2 separate regions of the Mus musculus genome follow, and region 2 is linked to region 1. The links are chromatin contacts, called in public Hi-C maps. All regions are on one chromosome and are shown on one strand. Each heading gives the region's core, a stretch centred on a gene start, on an enhancer-like site or on the middle of the called end of the contact. The rest is flanking DNA. Distances are from core to core; before and after follow the strand shown. Region 1 has its middle 18 kb from the start of Gm42317. Region 2 has its middle 33 kb from the start of Gm35634.

The links. Hi-C and Micro-C count contacts between places; a contact is called where the count stands out from the background.
Region 2: a contact with region 1 is called in a Hi-C map of cerebral cortex, with 1.6 times the contacts expected there. The contact joins two enhancer-like sites. A contact is called at or near these places in 2 of 484 Hi-C or Micro-C datasets (cerebral cortex and embryonic stem cells) and 2 of 115 datasets of contacts at active chromatin or transcription factors (astrocytes and embryonic stem cells).

The regions. Positions count from the first base shown.
Region 1 is chr4:131,045,154-131,049,181 of GRCm38.p6, reverse strand. No RefSeq gene overlaps it. Among named protein-coding and RNA genes, the nearest start is that of Gm42317, 18 kb to the left of the region's middle. Within about 2 kb of position 1,716, at least 7 of the 459 cell types and tissues checked have an H3K27ac peak or open chromatin away from gene starts, as enhancers often do. A contact at or near this core is called in cerebral cortex, where this site is marked.
Region 2 is chr4:131,374,422-131,378,449 of GRCm38.p6, reverse strand. No RefSeq gene overlaps it. Among named protein-coding and RNA genes, the nearest start is that of Gm35634, 33 kb to the left of the region's middle. Within about 2 kb of position 2,044, at least 6 of the 459 cell types and tissues checked have an H3K27ac peak or open chromatin away from gene starts, as enhancers often do. A contact at or near this core is called in cerebral cortex, where this site is marked.

The sequences.
Region 1 (4,028 bases), core at 467-2,966:
TCAGATGAGGTACAAAGGTGCAGACTGATATCCAAAGGTTGTTCTCTGACCTCCACACCTGCACCATGCACACAACCACCCACATTTACACACACACACACACACACACACACACACACACACACACACAACTGAGTCCCATAATTTACATTCATGAAAGCAGTTCTGCTTAAGCGAGCCTCTTTCAGCTCAGACTCAGTAGCACTAAGCACTACTGTTTTGGTTTTAGGGTGATTTGATCTTCCCTCCCTTCCTCCTCCCTCCTTCCCTCTCTCCTACCTTCCCCCCCCCCCCCCCCCCCCCCCCGTCCCTCCTGGTGGCTGCAACTGAGTGGCTCTCTCTAAACCTCCCTGATGCCAGGTTGTTCTTCTGTAAGACAGGAACATGGCACCCTTAAAGGTTCTATCTGGTGCCCAAATATGTCCCTGGTTCTCAGGATCGGGTCCAGCCCACAGTGGGTACACTAGGGATATTTGAATTAACTAATTAGCAAGTGAATGAAAGCCTAACTGAATAAGTGAATGAATGAATGAGCGAGTGAATGAGTGAATGAATTAATATATGAATGAATTAGTGAATAAGTAGATGAGTGAATGGATGAATAAGTGAATGAATGTGTGAATGAGTGAGTGAGTGAGTGAGTGAGTGAGTGAGTGAGTGAGTGAGTGAGTGAGTGAATTCAGCAACTCTCCGTGCTCATGCAGCAGGAGAAGTACTCAGATGTTAAGACCCTAGGAGGAATCTGAGTTAAAACACAAAAAAACCTGACAGCATCAGAAGGGAGGCTATTGGGAAGGGAAGGGAACGGCCCAAAAGGACAAGACAGGGTGATGCAGGAGAGTGATGTGACCACAGGGTATGATGTACATACATCGACATCTCAAGGAAACATTATTTTGTGCAATTAATCCAAGTTAGATTATTAAAAAAGGAAAATGCTATGAACTATCAGCTCTAAGACTCGGAGGAGCTGGAGAGATGGCTCAGCACTTAAGAGCACCAGCTGCTTTTCCAGAGGACTGGGGTTCGAGTCCCAGCACCTACCTGGTGGCTCACAGCCATCTGTGAGGAACTCCAGCTCTGGGGAATCTGCAGACAAAACACCCAAGCACATAAAACAAACAAATATGTTTTTTAAAGAAGTAGGGGCTAAGACTCCAGGGCTTGTCCTGGACAAGGCTCTCAGCTTTGTTCAGCTTCCCACTGCTGCATCCTTCCCAGGATGCCTTCTGTCTATACTATACTATCTTTACATTCCTCCTCCATGCTGATCAAGTTACTACTGATGTGGTGAAACACCATGACCAAAAAGTAAGCTGGGGAGAAAAGGATTTATCAGGCTTACACTTTATAATAATCCCCCTCACAGAAAGTCAAGAGAGAAACCTAAACAGACAGGAGAGGCAGGAGCTGATGTAGAGGTCTGCGGTGTGATGCTTACCGGCTTGTTCTCACGACTTGCTTAGCCTGCTTATAGAACCCAGGACCACCAGCCCAGGGATGGGCCTGCCACACTCACATCAACTATCAAAAAAATGCCCTCCAGGCTTGCCTGAAGCCCAATCTTGTGAAGGCATTTTCTCAATTGTGGTTCCTTCCCTCTCAGATGACTCTAGCCAGTGGAGTTGCCAGCACACACTCTTTCAACATGCCAGAGAGCAGGGACATACATTGCCTTTCTGTTGCTAGATGCTGAAAAACACCACTCACTGCCTCTGAGCTGTTCACACCCCTGCCCACTCCTTTGGGCACACCCCCAGCTAGATGCCACTCACCTTCCTCCCTTCCATCACCCTCTGGAATTACCACCCATCCGTGTCGCCACCACCAGAATAGAAGCTTCATGGGAGATGGTGATTTCTCATGTTTGGCGTCCCATGTCACAGGAACCTCGCAGATGAGTGTTCACGCCCCCCCCCCCCCGAGCTCCATGCTCAGACTTAAGGGGAGCCCATCAACGCTGTGAAAGTTTGTCCCTGAATCACACTGACTTTTAAATGCCTGAACGTGGCATTTCCCTAAGTGGGATCAGATGGCACCTCCTTCGGGAGGCGTTAACAGTTGGCAGCGTCTTGCAGACAGATGACATGGGTCTGATTTTCTTCAAGTGCCTTCGACAATGTCATCTCTGGGTGTGGAGACTTCAGGTTTCAGCTGAGACTAAGACCTTTGTCTCAGGCCCCCTTCAGGCCTGTCAACAAAGGCCACTGTCCCTGTCCTGTGTGCAAACCCACACCGTCCCCCTCCCTTCTCTGAGCTGCTCTCACTGTAGGATTCTGACCAAACGCTGGGACCCCAGTGTCTAAAAGCAGGCCAGCATCAGCAAGAACTGCAAAGTCAGGTCCTGAGCTCTGTGACCCCAGCTCACCATGTGACCTTGGTCAGGTGTGTCCTCTCTTTCAGTTTCCCCAACGACCCTGCTGCTCCCTCCACCTAGAATTCCATTCCCCGACAGCAAACGGGGTCCAATGCTCTCCACCTGTGCTACCCAGCAGGTGATGGGGTTTCGAATTAAATCAGCAGTTTCTAAAGTGCCTCATCTCTCCAGGAGAGAAAATGTCAGCCTAGCCAGCACACAAAACCACTGTAATCAGAAAGCAAAAGTCAGGGTCTCACACACCTCTCTGCCGGCTGACCGCAGGAGTGTCACACTGCCTGGTGTGACTAACCTAGGCTTTGCTGGTAAGATGACAAAGGAAATGTGTCCCCTTCTCTGAAAGGAGGTTCACGAATAACAAGTCATAGGGAGGAAAAACGGCTGGATGTCAGGGCATGGAGGCTGTGGACCAGCAAGGAGGCCAGCCCACGATGCCTGAGGTGGCTGTGGGAATGGGTAGCTGCTTCATTTGGCTTGCAAATTGTCGTGGCAGCTGCCATCCTCTCAGGCTTCCGGGTACAGCTGAGACCTGAGGCTCTCTGTGGAGTGCCACACCTGAGCCTCAGAGCAGGGCACGGTCCCCACCCCCTCTCCAGTTCCTAGTAGGGACACTGACTAGGAGACTTTGAGAAGCCTGTGTACAGCTCAGCTCATTGGATGCCTACTGTGCGCTGGGCCCCAGGAATATCTGTTCTCCCAACGACCTTCATTGGTGGTAATTTAGTTTCTACAGCTTTATGTATAAATAATTTTCAACCACTGTGCATATGTAACTGTAAAGTTATATAACACTGACATGCACAGCCACCCACAAAATACCATTACACTCTAACTAACAAAACCAGCTGCCCGTCACTTCCAAATCCTCCTCAGGTCCCTTAGCAACTTCTGCTTGTCTCATCTCCTCGCATTGATCCACTGTCACCACAAATCAGTTTATGTTTTGTATCAACAGACTCTTTCGGCACAATTATTGTGAGACTTGTCTGTGACAGAGCACATGTGAATGGCCTTCCCCTGAAGTGACAAGTAGGATCCCCCACCCCTGCCCCAGATGTGGATTCTAAAAGTCCTTCTGTCCAGTCACCTCAGGTCAGACATCTGTACTGCATCCAGTCTGGGTGATTACAGATAAAGTCACTGTGAACATTCATGAGTGGCTCTTGGCATAGATTTCCTGTTCCTTGGATTTTTTTTTAGGGGTGGAGTTCCTACAGCACCTGGTAGCTTGGAATTGTCAAGAAACTTTGGAATGGTTTTCTGACACCAGTCACACACACATGATTGGCCGGAGGGCTTTATCTCTGCCTTCTTCTCGATTTTCCTTTATTGTGAATCAAAGTCTCGTTAAATTAGTCAGGCTGGCATCAAACTTAAAACCTTCCTGTCTCGGCCCATCAGTTGAGGTTACAGGCCTACGTCACAGAGCCTCTTTACTGTCTCCCCAGGTGAGTGTATTGCTCCCATTCTCACTAGTACAATAGAAGCCACAAACCCTGAGGCTATCTTTAGCCCACATACGACACAGTCCACCTTGGCGCCCAGTGGGTCTACAGGTCTATCTCCAGCACTCTTCACTTGTATTTCTGAGTATGGGGGAAGCCTGCTATCTTTTCAGTTATCTGTCATGTTTTCTGTGAAATGCTTCTTC
Region 2 (4,028 bases), core at 795-3,294, 330 kb before region 1:
GATCAAGGAAAACCATTCATCCTAGGCCAGGTCCAAGGATGAAGCCACAGGTGTGCACTATAATAAAGCAAGGCCATGGGGAACTGTTGCTTTGAACTTATAATGAGCTTGTAGAACAAAGCACTGCTTTGAACTGACTATTGACATCTTTCTGTAACTCCCCTTTTGTGTAATGTTTTGTGTAATGTTTTGTCTGTGAGGTAATTATATGAAGAATTTCTAAGAAGGTATAAAAAGGCTGAAAGAAAAAAAATAAAGAGTCTATATGCCTATATGTCTGTCTATATGTGTGTGCATACATACATATGTGTATATGTATATAAGTATTGTTGCGCACTTGTGAAATTGATGAAAAAGGTAGTTGGACCTGGAGCGCATATACACACGTGTGTGTGTGTGCTCCTGTGTGTGTGTGTGTGTGTGTGTGTGTGCACTACCTTCTCTCTATCCTTTTCTTTCTGAGCAGCCTCTTAAGAGTTAAGCGCTCAGAGTTTGTCACCAGGCATTCTTGCCAGCCCCAGATAATTAAGTTTTGTTCCATCAGCAGTGCTGACCCTGTAAATCACCCTCTGCTGTCAACAGTCAGGGGGTGGGAGAGTGGCATCGGCTGCTATAGCACCAACCCCAGTCACAGATGCCATAACCCCCTGCTTTCCCCAGCTCCCGGGATGTCAGAGCAGGCTTTCAGCACTGGGTCTCAGTTTCCTCCTCTGGAGAAGGAAGGGCTCCTTTTAACTCCATGGTGGATGGCTTCAGAGTAACAAGTCAAAAATATCCTGATCACATACTATGCTCAGGGTGTGAGCTCTATGCTATATACAAAACAACTATTATTTTTCTGAGTTACAGACAAATGGTGGTTAATAAAGGTGAGATGACACATCACGATCACAGAGCTAATTAACATCAGCACAGGCTCTTCTGTGCTTTACTGGACTCTACTAACTTCTAAGCCTGCCCTTAGACACAAGAGTCTCCCACCCAAAAGAACACAGGGCCTGACTACAGTGCTTGGGGTCAACATGGCTCTGACTATAGATGTACTGTGCCGGCAAGTCCAGTAGTCGCCCCAGCTGCTTCCCTGTATTGGGGTCTTTAGGGTCCCTCACCAGTTTCTCTGCCCTGTGGTCAGTAGATAGACTTCAAGAAGCATTATGGGTCTTTGGGCTGATGTGTCCCTGTGAAGCACGTACCTGCTGTCGCTCAGAGGGCCATCCATCATCCGCAGAGAAGAGGCTTCTGGAAAAGGCTAGCCAGAACAGTTTTCTAGGGAAAGCCACCCCTTGCACTCATACCTGTTGCCCCATTCCTCGACCTTGGCCTCCCAGCTGAGACCTGGATACCCAAGCCTTTTACTGCCTCTCTCTGGTCAGAGCTGGCAGGAGGAGGGAAGCCAGCAGCAGAATGTGTTTTAGGGCCGCCAGTTGTGACCAAATTCCATCTGGGAACACCTATTGGTGTGCACCAATGGCTGACTAGGTGCCCTGTCTCTGGCTATTCCACCCAGGCCTGGAGATCGAAAACACTCTCTTTAACTAGTGCTAGAACCTATAGGCACAGTAGCCCCGGAGATGGTACTCTGACCCACAGAGTGAAGGTAGTAAGATTGCTCTAATGCTTTCTGACCCCAACCCCTGCACATTTACTGTGAGACTGCTAGTGAGTTTCTGTACCTCTCTGAGACTTAATTTTTCTGATGTGACATAAGACACTGTAGATACTCATGCTGGGTACTTCGTATGCTTAGGACTGCTGCTCACAGTATTTGTCATGCTGAGTCTACTTGCTTTTACTGTAAGAAGCTATCAGAAAATAGACCATCAACTTAATAACAGCTTTTGGGGATGGGGTGGGGGTGGTGGGAGAAGAAAGAAAACAAGAGAAAGATGAGATTAAATGTCTAGGTCAATCAAAAGGTACATCTTACTGTAGAATGTTAAAGCATGTCTCGGAATTGAAAATTATAATATTGCTACGAAAAGCTGCCCTGGGCTTCAGCTGCCTGGGGCCCCTCCCTTACAGCACTGAAGCTGCTTTGCTGGGTGACTGGATTAGCATTGACTCTGATGTGAGCTGAGGGCTGGCCCTGGAGAGTGCCTCCTCCTCAGGCTACTAGGCCCTGTGAACAGTGAGCAGGTGCAGTCACTTGCTCCCCAGCCTTCTAGACCTGGACCTGGCATGAGAACACAGAGTTCCTTCCCCCTAGCCCTGTGCTAAGTTTAGTGCGCCTCATTTCTTGCCTTGCCGGATCCCCCAGGCACAGTTTCTGAAATACACCTAGCAGATGGTATTCCCTTCTTTTCAGGAGCATCCTGGGTGTCTTTGGAGGAGCAGGGAGGAGAGGAAGAGGTAGAGAAAGAGGAGAAGGAGGAGGGAGAAGAGGTGGAGGAGGAGGAGGAGGAGGAGGAGGAGGAGGAGGAGGAGGAGGAGGAGGAGGAGGAGGAGGCAGGACAAGAGAGAGCTGGGATCAGAACAGTTGGGCCTGTTACACCCATGTGCTCCTAGTTACCTTTAAACGGGATTAAATCATACTTGATTCCCTTAACCTCCATTTGGATCTTTTCTCAGAGAAGCAAGTTGACATTGCAGGAGGGAAAAGAAGGACCACGTGGGAAAGATGCTGCAGCCCGAAGCCGTGGAGGGTAGAGACTCTCTATCCACCATACTACCTTAAACCTAGAGAGCCAGATCAGCCAGTGATGGTCAGGTGAGCCAGGCACAGGTGGGCAGGGGGCCCGGCAGGAAGGTCAATGGCAGAGGTCAGGTTGGCCCTCTGGAGCAGAGGTTTGCAATGGGAGCTTTGGTAGCTAATAAGGTTTCAAATTCAGGGGCTCCCCCAGAACCTGTCTGTGCTAAGCCCACTGGTGGGCTAGTTTCTTTTTCATGTGGGCTTCTGGTCATCTTGCTACTGAGACCCTCTCTTCAACCACTCTATGTTGGCAAATTCTTGCCTTGGCCTTGGCTCCTGGCCTCCCTGCCTTCTTGGTTCCCTTCCTGGTCTTGTGATCCTATGTTTACCCCCACTCTCTGGGCATCCCTTTCTATCCTTTTGGTTTCTGTTCCTTTGTTTTCTGCTGATCTTTCTGTCTCTCTGATGATGTCTTCTACCCTGTCCTTGACCACTAAACAGCTCTTGGGTTGAGTGCAGTGGCCGTCAATCTTCAGACACTGTAAGTAACAGACAGGCAACAGGCCCTGGGCACTAGCAGCAAGCAAGAGTGGAATATTGTTAAAAGATAAATTCCACTCTTGGCCATTTTTTAAGATTAATGCAAGGCCTTAGAGACAGACTCCAGGCAAGCTCCTGTAGACACAGTGTCAGAAGAAAAGAGTTATTGCATGTCCTGGCTCCAGGCCACCCATTGGCCCTGGTACAGTTATTCTCTCTGTTGTACACTTGCACATTGTTGCTGATGGCTGCAGCAGCACCTGGGCTGTCACATGGTGGCAAGCCTGTGGCCAAGAGCATTTCTCTACTTTAGGATCATCGTCTAACATTCTATTCTCAGACGCATCCTTCCCTGTCTTCAGCCCTGGCTCCCTTTGCCCTGACCTCCCTGTGATCCAGTATTCCTGAATTCTCAGCACACTGCAGACACCAGTGACTGCAGATGCTCAGTGACAGCCTTTGATTTTTGTCTTGCATATAGCCATGAATTTGTGGTGGTCCAAATGAGAAAAAGTCCCCCAAAGGCTCGGGCATTTAAATGCTTGGTCCCCAGTAGGTGGCGCTGTTTGAGAAGGTTTAGAAGGCAAAGTCTTGCTGGAGGAAATGTGGGTGGGGAGGGGGCACCTCACTTTTCCTCCAGCCCACCCTTACTGCTTTGTGCTGTTGTTAAAGATGTGATCTCTCAGCTTCCTGCTCCTGCTGCCATGCCACGAAGAAGTTGCTCTGGGTCATGGTGTTTTATCACAGTGACGGAACAGTAACTAACATGGCCTCTGCGTGGGCCTTTCCTTAAGGAATGCACTTGCCATTCCTAAGAGCCCCTGTACAGATCTATTCAGGTCCTGCAGGGACTCACTGG